Regions from separate parts of the Oryza sativa genome. Here region 2 is linked to region 1. The links are chromatin contacts, called in public HiCAR-type maps. All regions are on one chromosome and are shown on one strand. Each heading gives the region's core, a stretch centred on a gene start, on an enhancer-like site or on the middle of the called end of the contact. The rest is flanking DNA. Distances are from core to core; before and after follow the strand shown. Region 1 holds the start of LOC9271360 (cysteine-rich receptor-like protein kinase 43). Region 2 holds the start of LOC4347038 (O-fucosyltransferase 31).

Region 1 (7,374 bases), core at 1,345-3,844:
ACCACCTCAATAGTATGTCTACATAGGTATCTATAGCTCTATAATGTATTGCCTCGTTTTTCTTAATAGACTATCTTCAGGTTAGTAGATAGCTTTGCTCTCTCTCTTCATTTAATCTCTTCCAAATAAAAAAATATGCTGACATGTATCTCTGGTAGAGAGCCTATAGATATGGGCAGATCACCTTTTGTGTTTCCCCATTGTGAATGTTGTTTACGTGCGTAAACACCTGGCCTGACAATGCGAGGTGCAGCGAGCTTCACTCCTCTCCATTTTTACTAGACAACGTACATGTACAGCAGCGCCATAGTAAAAGTAGAGGTTTTATGCTTCCGTATCTCACTAATTTGTCCGGGAGAATAAATTTTAGTCACTTCGATTAATATTCACGTTTTCAGTTTTTTTATTGAGTTAATTAAAGGCATAGATTTCCTACTGAAGATAGTACCAGTACAAATATACATACAACTGTAATTGCGAGGTTATTTACAGGAGCTGGCTGAGTGCTTCTGTTAGGGTGTGTTTGGTTGGAGGGATATCCCTCGTTTTTTTACGCGCACGCTTTCTAAACGGTTAAACTGTATATATATATATATATATATATATGTGTTACTTTAAAAGTAATATTGATAATCTTTTTAAAAACATTAGGTAATACTAAATTAATCACGTGCTAAGAGCAATGATAATAATAGAGCTCACTTCCTACTATTAGTTCATTTTAAAGCCAACATATATTATAGATTAGTTATACGATTGGCTACAATTTTCTTCTTATCTCTCTATCTCTCACTTATACATTTAATGCATTTGTCTTGGAGCTTGTGATAAGCTAGTTCTTGTATGAGAGCCAACATCCTTAATTTTTCACTACCTCTCTTCTCCACCTAAGCTTATAGTAGCCTTATAGCTTATCATTATTATACTTGCTCTAATGGACTATATTGTTTTGCATGTTCGGAGGAAAAGTTCGCAACTCCCCTTTACCGAACACAGCTGCTATGTTCGGTTTCTTGAGTTGGGAACTTACACTCCATGCACGCAAAACAGCGCAACTCATTAGCGCATGATTAATTTAGTATTAGTTATTTTTTTGAAAATTTGATTAATATGAATTCGTATAGAAAATTTTTGTCGTTTAATTAGTTTGAAAAGCGTGCGTGTGAAAAACGAGAGAGATGAGTTGGGAAAGTGAAGAACCAAACTCAGCCTTGCATTGCTAATTAGGAATATCTATTGATGTAGAATAGAGAGAAGAAAAGAGACAAATAGTTAACAACTCAAATAATACCCTTAGCCTTTATAAAATAAAAACTTTGCTCCATTAGGTGAAGAAAGAATTGTAATAAAACTATTTTTATTTCTAGTTAAATTTTTTTTAATCTATTAGAAGAATATGTATATAGTCTTTAAATAAACACGTATCGTCTAACTTCGAACATGCCATAAAAATACAATAAATCTTCTATGGTACAAGTTGTACTATATACAAAATACTCTCCCTCCATTTCATATTAAAAATATTTTTTTCTTAGTCAAAATTTTTTAAGTTTGATGAAGTCTATATAAAAATATAACAATTTTTTAACACAAAACAAACAAACTATCAAAATATATTCACTGTTATATTTAATGAAATTAATTTAATATTGTAGATGTTGCTAACTTGATCAAACTAAAAAAAAGTTTTAAAAAAAATCAAAACGACTTATAACGGAACGGATGTAGTAGTAGATTGTATTGCAAAAAAGAAAAAAAATTCGCCCCCACCGTTCCATATCATAAGTCTCATTGACTTTTTTAAATCAAACATTTTAAAAATTTGATCAAGTTTATAGAAAATACAACAACATTTATAATATCTATTTTGATAGTTCCTACAAATTTGATTAAAACTAGACAAGTTTGTTTTAGAAAAATATCTAAACGACGTATGCCGGAGTGTAGTGGAACCCCCTACTCCACCCTCCCTTGCGATAAGAGTTTTTTTTTCTTTCTTAGTAGCTTATCTTCTATGTATATGTAATCAAACTCTGCTCTCTTCTTCTATTATATTGCCGTGTAATTCTTTTTACGTGTCCGTAAAAGAAAATAAACAACTTATGCCCTGTTACTTCTCATGCAAAAAAACTTTCACCCTGTCATATCGAAAGTTTGGACACATGCATGGAGTATTAAATATAGAAAAAAACTAATTACATAGATTGTGTGTAAATTGCGAGACGAATCTTTTAAGCCTAATTGATCCATGATTTGATAATGTGGTGGTACAGTAAAAATTTGCTAATGACGGATTAATTAGGTTTAATAAATTCGTATCGCAGTTTCTAGGCGGAATCTGTAATTTGTTTTGTTATCAATCTATGTTTAATACTTTAAATGTGTGTCCGTATATCCGATGTGACACACCAAAACTTTTCGTCTCACGAACTCCGGCCGAGTTATGAAATTAATTTTTCCATTCGTGTCCGAAAACCCCTTTCGACATTCGGTCAAATATCTGACGTGACACTCAAATTTTTTTTTCGCGAACTGAACACACCCTAAACTGAGCCTTTATCCTGCTAAGCTCTCCCGGGTTGGAGTCTTCTTCCATTTGCTTTCGAGTCGTCTTCAACCCCTCCACCCCCGACCTGTTCCAGCCGCATACACGCCGGTGTGCCCATTTTGTCAACGCGCAGTCTCCCTGACTTTCTCTCCTCCCCGGCGCTGCGCTTCGCCGTGGAGTGCCGTGAGCCCGTGATGCCACGCGACGCGCCCCCCAGCCGACGCCGACGGCGACATCTCTGAAACATTTCTCCTCGACCACGGCAACCCAAAACCCCACCCCACCCACCAATCCCCAACCCAACCAAACACCACCACCGCCGCCGCGCCCGCGCCAGCAGCAGCAGCAAGTAGAGCCACGGCGGGGGAGGCAGGGGGGCAGCAGGGCATGAAGCCCCGCGAGCTCCTGGAGCGCATCGCACGGCCGTTCAGCTCGTCGTCCTCCCGCCGCGGCGGGGGCGCGGAGCGGCGGCGGCGGGAGGAGGAGGAGGCGGACCTGGAGGCGATCGCGGCGAGGGAGCAGCGCGCGTTCCGGTACGAGGCCCTGAGCGCCGCGACGCGGGGGTTCTCCGAGCGGCAGAAGCTCGGGCAGGGCGGGTTCGGCCCCGTCTACCGCGGCCGCCTCGCCGACGGCCGGGAGGTCGCCGTCAAGCGCCTCGGCGCCGGGTCCCGCCAGGGCGCCCGCGAGTTCCGCAACGAGGCCACCCTCCTCTCCCGCGTCCAGCACCGCAACGTCGTCAACCTCATCGGCTACTGCGCCCACGGCCCCGACGACAAGCTCCTCGTCTACGAGTACGTCCCCAACGAGAGCCTCGACAAGATCCTCTTCTCCTCCCCTCCGCCGCCGCCCCGAAACTTCCACTGTGAGTACTCCAATTTCTTCTTCCTTCGCCATTGCCTTCCGCAAAATTTTCACCGCGTGAACGGAACCAGTTTAATCATCCGATGGACGCGTCGTTTTTTTTTTTTTTTTGGGGATCGGATTATCAGTTCAATGCTTGGAAAAGTCGCGTGCACTGTTTCTTGTTGCTAGGACAGCTCATTGCTTGCGTCAGCGGGTGGTCATCACCGATGCATCGATCTATCTATCTAACAAATTAAAATACGGCTGCTACTAGATGCTTTGCTGTTGCTGACAAAGCTCTTCTCTTAACAATTACTACTAGCTCACTGCATTTGCACACTGTGGCACAATTATAGTTTTGAGTTGCATACTTGCATTATCTGGAGTCTTAGAGATAAAATCGGATTAATCAGGCATGGAAAATTTGAGGCAGATTTGTTACTACAAGATAGGGCATATGTTCATTTGTTCGTTCTTGAAAAAATTGTGTCTTGCATTTCCCAACTGTTTGTTTTCCCTGTTTATGAGATAGTAGTAGCTTCCATAGGAACCTGGAAAAACTCTTCCATTCATTCAAAACTAGTATGCTTAACTGTTCTTGTACGTTTCAAGATTCCTCCCAAATTCTCTTAAATGAAATTCCTCCCAAATTAAAATTGGAAGCATCTCTCTGGATATTAGTGGTTGTTTGGCTTACCAAAAAGAAAAATAGAAACTCAAGGAACCATCAACCCATTTGGTTTGTTGAATAAAACCCAGCATTCCCAGCAAACCACCATTTGGTTACAAGGAATGGGACTGTGATAGAAAAATGAGTGAAGGTTTAGGATGGAATGAGATGAGAAGAATTGTATGGTTAGGATAAAAACTATCCTTTGATGGGTAATATATTCTTTTTCCAAGCCCATTTGCCAAACGCCTCCCAAAGTTTTTGTTAGGCAAAGCCAACTAAAGCTCACACACTTCCAAAATCTTAACAACAACAAAAGCATAGTTTATGAAAATTTGGGGATAACTTGCATTATTACATTAGTAATAAACCAAATAGGCCACGGATAGCTTGGTGCATTAGACATTCAATAACTATGGCACAGTGATGGTTGTGGATGACCAGAGTCGTTGACAAGTACAGCGACGCGTCGTCTCCACATCGCTACCCTGTTGGGATTTTGGAAGAAGACGCAGCAGTCACAGAAGCCGTGTCGTACTAGTAGCAGTACCGAGTCCAAGATCGATCTATCATCAGCAACCACATCTATGAACTTTGGCCAAGGCTTCTGATCAATCACACGATCAAAGTCTCTACTTTGCAAAATTCAATCACATAATCAAAAGTCTATTTTGCAAAATCGCAAAGGCAGGACTTCATCTATGAACTTTGGCCAAGGCTTCTGATCAATCACATAATCAAAGTCTCTAGTACTTTGCAAAATTCAATCACCTAATCAAATAGTCTATTTTGCAAAATTGCAAAGGCAGGGCTTCTCGGCTGTTTTCCTATTAGGCACGCGTGCGATTTTAGGAAGCCAGCTGGCTGCCGGTGCCGGCTCTAACCTCAGTCCTCAGAATGTACTGCACGTAACAAACTCTCCTGCTCCAAGTAATTGATCTTTTATAATAAGGTTGCAGTAGCGATCTTGTTATGATTCGCCTGGTTTTGGTCGCATGCGCTAATTTCTTTCTCTGACCAAACCTCTAGTATTAGTTGAGATGAGAATTCAGGTCGCGTTTATCCATTTCTTCTTGCTTTTGATTTCTCGTGCATTTCTAGAAGCGGCATTCTGCTGCTGCAGATGAGACACACACACACACACATGATTGCGTATGGATGCATGAGAAATCGATCCTGCAAATGCTGCTCTGCTTTGCCTTTTCGCTAAAAGGGCGATTTTCATCATGCGTGGTGGTGTGCCTTTCTGGTCAGAGTGAGTTCGTTCAGGGAATATAAGATTCGACGGACTAACAAACCGTGGGGCCCTCAGAAGAGAAATTATGTTCGACTGATTGGTCAGAATTCAGAAACCAAATCATTCTTCTCACGCTTTGTTCTTTCTTCTGTCTGATTGCTTCCTCTTTCTCAAAGGCGGTGTGTGTTTTCACCATATCCCCGTAGTGGTTTTGACGATTTTGCACACTGCAAAATATATTCTTGTGCCTCCTTTGAAACAAAGTAATTTTGTATAATTTATACGATAATTTGAGTTAATTCACATGAAAAATCATAAGAATTCTCCCTGTGGGTCCTGGATGCACATACAGTGTGAACCAGCTTCTCAACACCCATGCACATCATCTTCAGTTATTATTATTATTATTAAAAGTTCATTGGTTTGACCAAGTCAACCCTCATCTCTGGGTCAAAAAAGTCTTCTCCGTTGCATGCCCAACACCACACACCTACTCTTTCGTTTTCCTTTCCCTCCTGGTGGTTTTCCTATTAGGATTAGTTGGGTCATTTGGGGTCTCCACAAGCTAGTAGTACTACTAGTACTACCTACAACAACAAGTAGGTGTACCGGGCTACCAGCGACCTAGCCATAGGATAAGAGCAGGTATAAAAGCAGGCTATAAGCCAACTATAAACATATTTTAAAGAGATAAAGGAAGAGAGAAGAGCAGTGGGCTACATATCTGTAGCCAGCTACAGCACAGACTCCAAGACGTAATGTGTATATGACATGCGGAACCTTATATTAATAGTATAGTAATTAACTAGTGTATGAATTAGCTATTACATTGGCTATAGATGATTTGAGCTAATAGTAGGCTATACTATTAAACTTGCTCTAAATTATGTATAGCCAATATAATAGTCAATTCATATAATACTTGCTTACTATACTATTAATACATAGTCCCACCTGTTATACACATATTACGTCTTGGAGTCTGTGTTGCAGCTGACTGTAGATATGTAGCCTGCTACTCTTCTCTCTCTTCTTTTATTTCTTTAAAATATCTTTATAGCTGACTTATATAGTATGCCACTGTATCTTCCTTTATCTTTTTAAAATATCTTTATAGCTTGTTTATAGTCTGCTATAGTATCTGCTCTAACGTGCTTGACTCGTGTGCACGGCCGGACCGGGGGGCCAACTAGCCAAAGCCCAAAGTACTCGCAAACACGCCTCTGCTGTCTGCTCTCCTAGTGGTTCGTTTGGTCCTGGGTGACGCAGAGGCGTCGCCGTCTGAATATCTGTGAGAAGCCGATAGCAGTAGAGCGCGTCGGTAGGAAATACGAGTACGTGGACACGCATGTGGCGCCAAACTTGCTGCCGTGCGGACTGGGGGCGAGAGGGGAACAAACGGACGCTGGTTTTTCAGGGCTGCATACGGTGGGCGGGCTGCCTGGCGGCTGGATCCGTGGGTCAACAGCTGAAAAGGCTGCACGTGCACACGTGTGTTCTCACGGTGCGCAAACGACGTGAGCAATAATAGTGTGACGGAAGTGTACCAGAAAAAGGGGAAATTATGTGCTGCAAATCTCCTTATGTATTGAAGACTTAGAAAAACTACCATTAGATCGAAAAATGGATAGTTTAAGATTCGTTTACATTATTATGAGTAAAAATTTTACTCCGAATAAATTTGAGTAAATCTGCGAGTAAAATTTTTCATTCGTAATGGCGTGAACAAATCTTAGAATGTAGAAAGAGTTTTGGGGTTGATCAGTTGATGGATGTAAATAAAATTTGATTTATATTAGGGACCTAAAGTAAACCTTTTTCCCGATCTTTAATTGTCCTGTCCTGCATTGGGCCCATAACGGCCCATATGTTTTCCCTGTTTTGCTTCGTTGTTGCGAGAACTGCGGTTTCTGAATCTTGGCATCATGCCAAGAAAGGGTTCATGATCGTTGCATTCCATGTACTACTACTACTGCATTTGTATGGAGTAATAACGAGAGTTTTGGCTTTGGTGGATGCGTGGTGGATCAGCGGGCAGCAGCAGCGACGGCGAGAGGCGGCGGCGGCGGGAGGAGC
Region 2 (7,374 bases), core at 1,469-3,968, 170 kb after region 1:
CGTATCTACCCTTGTGCCCTGCTTGTACAGCCTCCTGAAATTCCAACCACTCCATGCTCTTGTTAACAAAGATGCGCCCAAGCAATGCCATGTTTGGCCTTATGGTCTTCATATTCTCAAAGGTACGGTGAGCCATCTAAATTTCAACAAATTATTCTAGTCAGGACCAGTAACAAAGGAAGCAATCAAGCAAATTCAAGATCGAACAGAACATACCAGTGCGTTGTGCATATTCCCAGGAGATGCAGAGATGAAAATGTCGCTGTGCATGCTGATATAGTAGTCAAGAGCTGCTAGAACAGAAGCCTTGCCTTCAACATTAGTCAGCTCCTCTTCCGACGCAAGGCTCCTCTTGTCCTCCATTAGGGGGAAAAGTTTGCGCAGGCTAGAAATTCTGGCTTCCCCGCCGTATACCTTAATACGTTATGTATATTAGACCTTCCTAATACCACCAGAAAAAAAAATGGTAAACACACAGAAGAGTCAAACCTTGTGAGAGGCTAGATAGATTCGAGTTCTGCTGTCAAATCCAAGAGCTGCCAGTAACAGCCCAATTTCTTCTGGAGTCAATGGGCAGCGTCCCAAGTTCCGAAGCTCCTCATCAGTTAGCTGTGAATTTAATACCCTCCCTTGCCAGATGACTTGTCTGTACTTAGCCAGAGCTAATCTCTCAGCTCTGCCACCACCGAAGTCACAAGCAGAATGTGCAGCCATATCCTGAAAAATTGATCAGAAGCAGAAATGTTTTAAAGGGCACAACAATGCACATACACTGTGGATCCACAGAAAAAATGTATTGGAGAAGTTTCCATTTACCTTATCAAAACGGAGATGCAAAACTGCATATTTTCCGGCTTGGTTTGTGTCTTCTCCAACTTCTTGGATAAGTTCACCAGATTGGCCCTGGACGGGAGATCTCAAGCGTTTCACAAGAGTCTCCCCCAGTGAGATAATGTGAGGCAGGAAAACAAGAGCTTGGAAGTTAACTTTGCAACGCAGATGCTGAATGTCCACAGGCAAGTCATCAAATGCAAGACGGTGAGAAAAGGGGGCAATGGCAGCAATGCCATAGCTGCAAGGAAACAAATGGAAGGTAAGATGACTGCTAAACGATTTGCCTTGTAAATTGACCAACTAACAAAGTTATTAAACAATGACAGGATGTCATGTTAACACATATGGAGCTAGACCAGTGGAAATTGACCTAGGCTAAATGTTATGACCATTTCTCCGTAACCTTAATTGACCACCAGCTACATATATGAAGACCATTGCAAGGCGTGACTTGAGCCAATTATTTCAGAGAAGTCTATGAAGCTGACTCAATAAACAAAGCGCATGTTTGACTAATAGAGAAACAATCCAAGTCAATTTTTTTCACAAACCTTTGAAGGATAGGACTGACATTCTCCAGATACCAACTTGCAGAGGCATGAACAGGTGCGGTTTTTATTCTTGTAGCACGGATGCCTGTACCATAGTACTCTCTTGTGCTCCAGGAAAATTTTTTTGGGAGAACTTTGACTATTGAAACTTCAGCTTTTAAGGTGTTGATAAAATGATCCACATCAAAAATTTCTTCAAAGGAGCTACAATACAAAAAGGTAAACTATACTTAAAATTCAACAGTGGAAAATGGAAATTAAAAATATAGTGCTCCGAGACTCCAAAAGCACCTTGTGTCTTTCCAAACAGGATTTACTTCAAGATGTGGGATCACAAGAGACGCATTCAGAATTTTAGCAACAGCAACCGCATCACATATCTAAAGAACAGAAAGGAAAGAGTTGGATAATCTAAAGTCCCAAGGATGCCAGTTATGTTAAGTTATATATCATAGCATCAATGCATAAGAAGTGTGTTACCCCCATTCTTTGCTGATTCAGTCCACCATCAAGAAATACTTGGATATATCCAGTGGGTTCCAAAGGTACCCCTATAATTTATCAGAACAACTGATCAATAATCGATTTTCTATCGCTGCGGCTGTCGGAATCATGCCATTTCAGTAGGTTACCGTGAACACTTGATGACTTCAAGCATGGTTTCCAACCTTGGTACGGCAATGGTGACCACAGCTCTCTCTTTTGTTCGTTTGACTGTACAAAATACAAGTTACAGATGGGCTCCAACATAAATACTCCAGTTTTCAGCTAAGTATTATGTACTCACAATTGTTCGCCGCAAAGCCTCATTCAGAAGAGACTCATGCATTGGCTTAGGGGCATTCCACTCCTGCAAACAATTGACAAAACCCTGCCTAGTTAACCCTCAAAGCAAATATAAGATCATAAAACCTAAACTAGAAGAGCACAAGCAAAATTCTCATCAATTAGACACACCAATTCTTCCCTCATACACTACAAGGAACTAGCTATCTGCCAAAATGGAAGACGACCTTTGCTCATCCCAAGTGATTGGGTCCCTGGAGCTACCAATCATAAATCTACGAAGAGTAGCTTTGAATCTTACTTCACAGCACATCGGCTCCAATTTCGGGCCGCGCGAGGAGGAGAGAGGGGAGGAGGGGGGCTCACCGAGAAGAGGGAAGGGAAGGCGCGGCCAAGCGGGGTGAAGATCGCGGGGAAGATGGACGGAAGTAGCACGACGACGGCCGCCGCAGCGGCGAGCGCCGGGCCCCTCGCCGCCGGCGGCGAAGGCGACGGCCTCCGCATCTCCCCGTCTCAAGTCAGGTGGGGGGAGGGGAGACGACGACGACGACGAGCCCGAAGCCCACCAAGCGACAACTTAGCCGAGCCGAATAGGAAATGGGCCTTATGGAGTGATCTGGATGGGCCAAAATTCTTCGCCTGGCCCAACTATGATCCGAAAAAGAGGAGGAAGGATCCGCGGGACTTCTGTACTGTACTGCTGTGCTGTTCACTAGCCACCCTGCTAAAAACATCTACAGTTACCTGAATATGATATGCTAAATGTATATTTGTAGGTGTCGACGTTTGATGTCGCAATTCTGGTATTTGCATGGTATGAGGATCGTCGATGCTAGGGTATACGCGAGATTAAGGTAAAAGAGATGGAGACAGGGATTTTTATACAGGTTCGGACCCCTGAATTGTCAGGTAATAGCCCTACATCCTGTTGGCCGGAGCCGATGTTGCTTTTTATTCACCATAATCACACCAGTACAATATATGGGGTAGCCTATCTAACTGTTGTCGACATGGCGGTCTGAAGGTCTGACTCGTAGTCGACAACAGGGTAGCCTTCCTCCTCGAGCTCGCGCCCGACGGAATCAGAGACAGTGCTAGATCCCTACGGCCGGCCTCTGAAGGTACCGGATAGGGTCGATCCAGGCGTATCTCTGATGTCGATATCCGGCGGCTTGTCTTGGCGTATGTTGGCTTGTATGTTGTGGCTTCTGGTGGGTGTATGTTGATTGTGTTGGTTCTCTCTGGTGGGTGTCCGCTCTCTTCCCCTCCTAGGGAGTCTTGTATTTATACCCATAGGTGTTCCCTTGTCCAAGTAGAACTAAGGAAACCAATATGGATACAATCCGAGTAGTACTTGTCGTTTCCATGTAGAACCCTGGTTGTCTTTCCTTATTCGGAACTCCTCCTATATCCGAAGGTTGCTTTCGTATAGGACATGGTATGTGGTGGGTCTTGCCGAGATTTAGTCAACTACTATTAGATATGTGGTATCCATAACCCTGACAGTAGGTTAAATCATACTACAAATATACATTTAACCTGAATATACATTTACAGCATATCATATAAATTTAACCTTCAGTAAAAATATACATTTTTTAAACATATACAAATATATATGAGTATATCATATACAAATATACCTGAATATACATTTGCAGCATATCAGATACATTTAACCTACAGTAAAAATATACATTTTTTAAACATATCATATTCTCTGTATTTATTGTAGAGGATATGATATGCGTCCATTATAAGACCTAAGAGGCGTGGACTTGCCAGGGATGTTAACTGAGCAATTATAAACCCATGATTCCAAAGCTTTGAAACATGAAAACATAGGAATATATTACCACGTACTTCATCCGTTTCACAATGTAAATCATTCTAGCATTTCCCATATTCATATTGATGTTAATGAATCTAGATATGAGAAATGCTAGAATGACTTACATTGTGAAACGGAGGAAGTGCTATGTAATATCATAAGATTTCAGAACAGAATAACACTCGAGATAATGTGTTTAGATGGCTCAGAGGAATTGAAACAGAAAGAATTTGGGAGGAAAACACATGCAAAAGAGCAGTATAGCATCGGACTTAGTAAAGAAAAATATCCTTGAGAATTTTACAATCCTATTCCTTTATAAAGATGCATTTTTTTTAGAAAGTGTGCCTTTTGTTATGGCATCACAATTTCCAAAAAAGAAGTCGTCTTTTGTAAATTACCTCTACACCTATAATGTAAGTACACTGCAAGTTTATAATTACATTGTAAGAAACATTTACAATGCAAATTTTCTAACACACAATGTATAAGAAAATTAGGATTAAACGTGTTTATTATTTTAGGTCGTGTGCATCTCCAGTCGATGCAGAGACCGGGTGTAATTTCAGTTCTAATACAATTATTCCCATTATTAAAAAAAAGGAGTATTTATTATTTACATGAAAGATGAGATATGAGAATTAAAAGCTTATACCTACAAATAGGAGAACAATGGACTAAAATTAAGTGAAAAATGTAGCGACCTTTTTTTTAGCAATCCTGTTTTTCTTCTCTACAGATTCCAAATTTTTAATCCTCTAAAAATTCTACTATAAGTTTCCTTCAATCTAAAGGAGCCCTGGAAGGTTTTGATGGGCCTGAATATCAATTGTAAACTAAAATCAATGAGAGTTCAATGATCGGAGACATGTTTACCATTTATATAAAGGCTTAATTAAATCAAATTGAATCAGTGAAATTTAAACCTCGTTCATATTCTCTTACTAAGTCCTTTCCACATGTACGGAGCCATCGTTGGCATATTTGCAAATAAAAAGTAATTGGTAAATAGACTTTTATATACGTGTTCTTAGCGATTTAAAAGCAAAAGCTAAAAATAAATTTCAATGAAAAAAATCTCAAAATCAACTTTAAAATTTAAGGTTGAAAATTTAAAATTTGTCTGATAAGCATAAGCAGATGAGGCACATGCTTTAGGTAGAGGATAGAAAAACTGTTCGGTCTGTTTTTTAAGCCAAGGGTAAGGAATTTGATTCAGGGATAGAACCCAAGCACGGAAATTGTCATTTCAATTCGATTTCCATCGATTTCAGTTCAAGTAAAACACAACCCGTTTCTTGGCTCTTTGTAATGCCATGATCCAAACAGCACCTAAACTGATCATAAGCATACACATGCTGCCGTTCTTCATTCGGCTGAGCGATCGAAGTCGATTAAAGAGAAAAATAGAACGAAAGAACAAAGAATTTGCAGAGAAGTGACGCCATGGGAATCCTGTGGATTCCCTAGGCCGCAGCCGTCTCCATGAACTTGAGGAACTCGCGGAAATCGACCCTGCCGTCCTTGTCCGCGTCGTAGGCGTCGATCATGCGCTGGCACTCGGCGTGGCCGGCGCCGGCGGCGAACCCGAGCGAGGCGAGCACGCTCCCGAGCTCGCCGGCGTCGATGAAGCCGTCGCCGTTGCGGTCGAAGACGCGGAACGCCGCCGCGGCCTCCCCCAGGGTGGCCTCCTCCTACTCGAACAGCGCGGACGCCTCCTCGAACCCCACCGACGGCGCGGCGCCGCCCGCGCCGCCCATCAGGCCAAGAACCGTGTCCAGGTCAACCGCCGCCGGCGGCGCCACCGCGGGCGCTGCAGCGGCGCGGCGCCGGGAAGACGAACTCGATGAGGAGGAGGAGGAGGATTTGACGAGGGCGGAGAGGCCGATGGCGATGACGTTGAGGGAGATGGTGAGCACGGCCTGCGCCATGGAGAAGTGGAACGAGTAGGTCGACGACGTGCTCGGCGCCGAATACGCTGCCTCCATGGCCAAATAAATCAGTTGCTTCCGTCCGCTTCTCTTCTCTCGAGAGATTGTCTCCTCTACCTTTGCTTCGTCCGCGTCTCCGAGTTGGGTTGGGTTGCCGGTTGTGTCTTGCGTGTGCCTTGCCGGGATCAACGGCGGGGACGGCATATATAGCTCTGGGCGTAAGGCGAGGCGAGGCGAAGGCGGGAAGGAAGGAGGGTTCGCGGAAGCCGGAAGGAGAGAGTCGCGTGGAAAAGGAAGGAAAGGAAAAAATAGGAAATTGAGGCGGTCTCGCGGGGAAGTGGGAAAGAAATGAACGGTCGTGGTCGTGGGGAAAGACGTGGAACGGGTTGGTTTGGGTTTGTGGGGGAGAGAGATGGTTCGCGGGAGGTTCGGGGGTTGGGCGTGGCGGGGGGGAGAGCGGACGGCGACGTCGCGGGCGGGCACGCAGCGAGGTGGGTCAGCGTGGGGACTTGGCGTGCGGTCGCGTTCGGGGTTTGGAAGGAGGCAACGTTTGTTTTTTTTTTCCTTTCTCCCTTTTGTCTTTTGTCTTTGTTGTCATTTGCGCCTTGTTCTCTACTGCTCCTCCGTTCTTTTTTTTTTTTGCATTTCTCGGTTGAATTTGATGTGTCTCACGGTGGGGAGAGGGGCGAGTGGGATCCGGTGGACGGGGGGCCAGGGGGTGGTTAGGGTGGTCGAGCGGTTGACTGAATGTCTTAAGATGTGTGATGACAATTTCGTATGGACGCTATCTACTAGTGGGGGCAGATTTTTTTTTCTACAGAGATCTACGATCGATATATAGGGTTGATCGGCTGGTCATTGCTGTGGTAAACCCTTGGTAAGTTACATTCAACAAAACACTTATAATTTTCCTTATTATTATCCTCTAGGGTGGTAATTTTTGTAATTCTTTTCATGCTCCATGAATATAAAACATTGCATCGCCTGATGCTATTCGTTAAAAAAAAACACTTATACGTTGGCAGCATCTGATGCTGGAGGTAAAAGGAAATGACACGATAAGAATGCATTTTTCTAGTCTAAGAGAATAAATAAAACGGTGAGGAAATTTTGGCTGGAATAATCAAAAGTTTTACTACCTTTATATGTTCATCAGGAAAAAAATTAGAATTTTTTTGCCTTTCTTCACGCGGAAGGACATGACGGTATTGCTATTATCTCCTCTTCACCAAGACAAGAGAAAAAGGCACACAAGATCATAGAAGAAAAAAAAAAGAACCATCTATTTTGCGGTCTGTTCCTTCTCAAAAAGTGGTGTTTTTACTTGTCATACAAGATTAATTTGCAGTGCAAGGGAAAAATAGAATTGGCTTATGCCTGCTGCATTTCTTCCATCAGTAATTGCATCCTGCATATAAAGTGGGTAATAAAAAATAAAATA

What was found. HiCAR-type assays count read pairs that join an accessible place to other places.
Region 2: a contact with region 1 is called in a HiCAR-type map of leaf, with 3 times the contacts expected there. The contact joins the promoter of LOC4347038 here to the promoter of LOC9271360 in region 1. A contact is called at or near these places in 1 of 15 Hi-C or Micro-C datasets (panicle) and 1 of 4 datasets of contacts at active chromatin or transcription factors (leaf).

What each region holds. Positions count from the first base shown.
Region 1 is chr9:18,838,325-18,845,698 of ASM3414082v1, forward strand. LOC9271360 (cysteine-rich receptor-like protein kinase 43) reads left to right here and starts at 2,595. Exons shown (of 3, transcript XM_015795683.3): 1 at 2,595-3,410; 2 at 7,330-7,374. The coding sequence starts at 2,936.
Region 2 is chr9:19,008,106-19,015,479 of ASM3414082v1, forward strand. LOC4347038 (O-fucosyltransferase 31) reads right to left here and starts at 2,719. Exons shown (of 10, transcript XM_015795882.3): 1 at 2,538-2,719; 2 at 2,173-2,235; 3 at 2,018-2,099; 4 at 1,866-1,936; 5 at 1,677-1,765; 6 at 1,386-1,589; 7 at 817-1,072; 8 at 490-717; 9 at 217-414; 10 at 1-136. The coding sequence starts at 2,675. It also overlaps the pseudogene LOC4347039.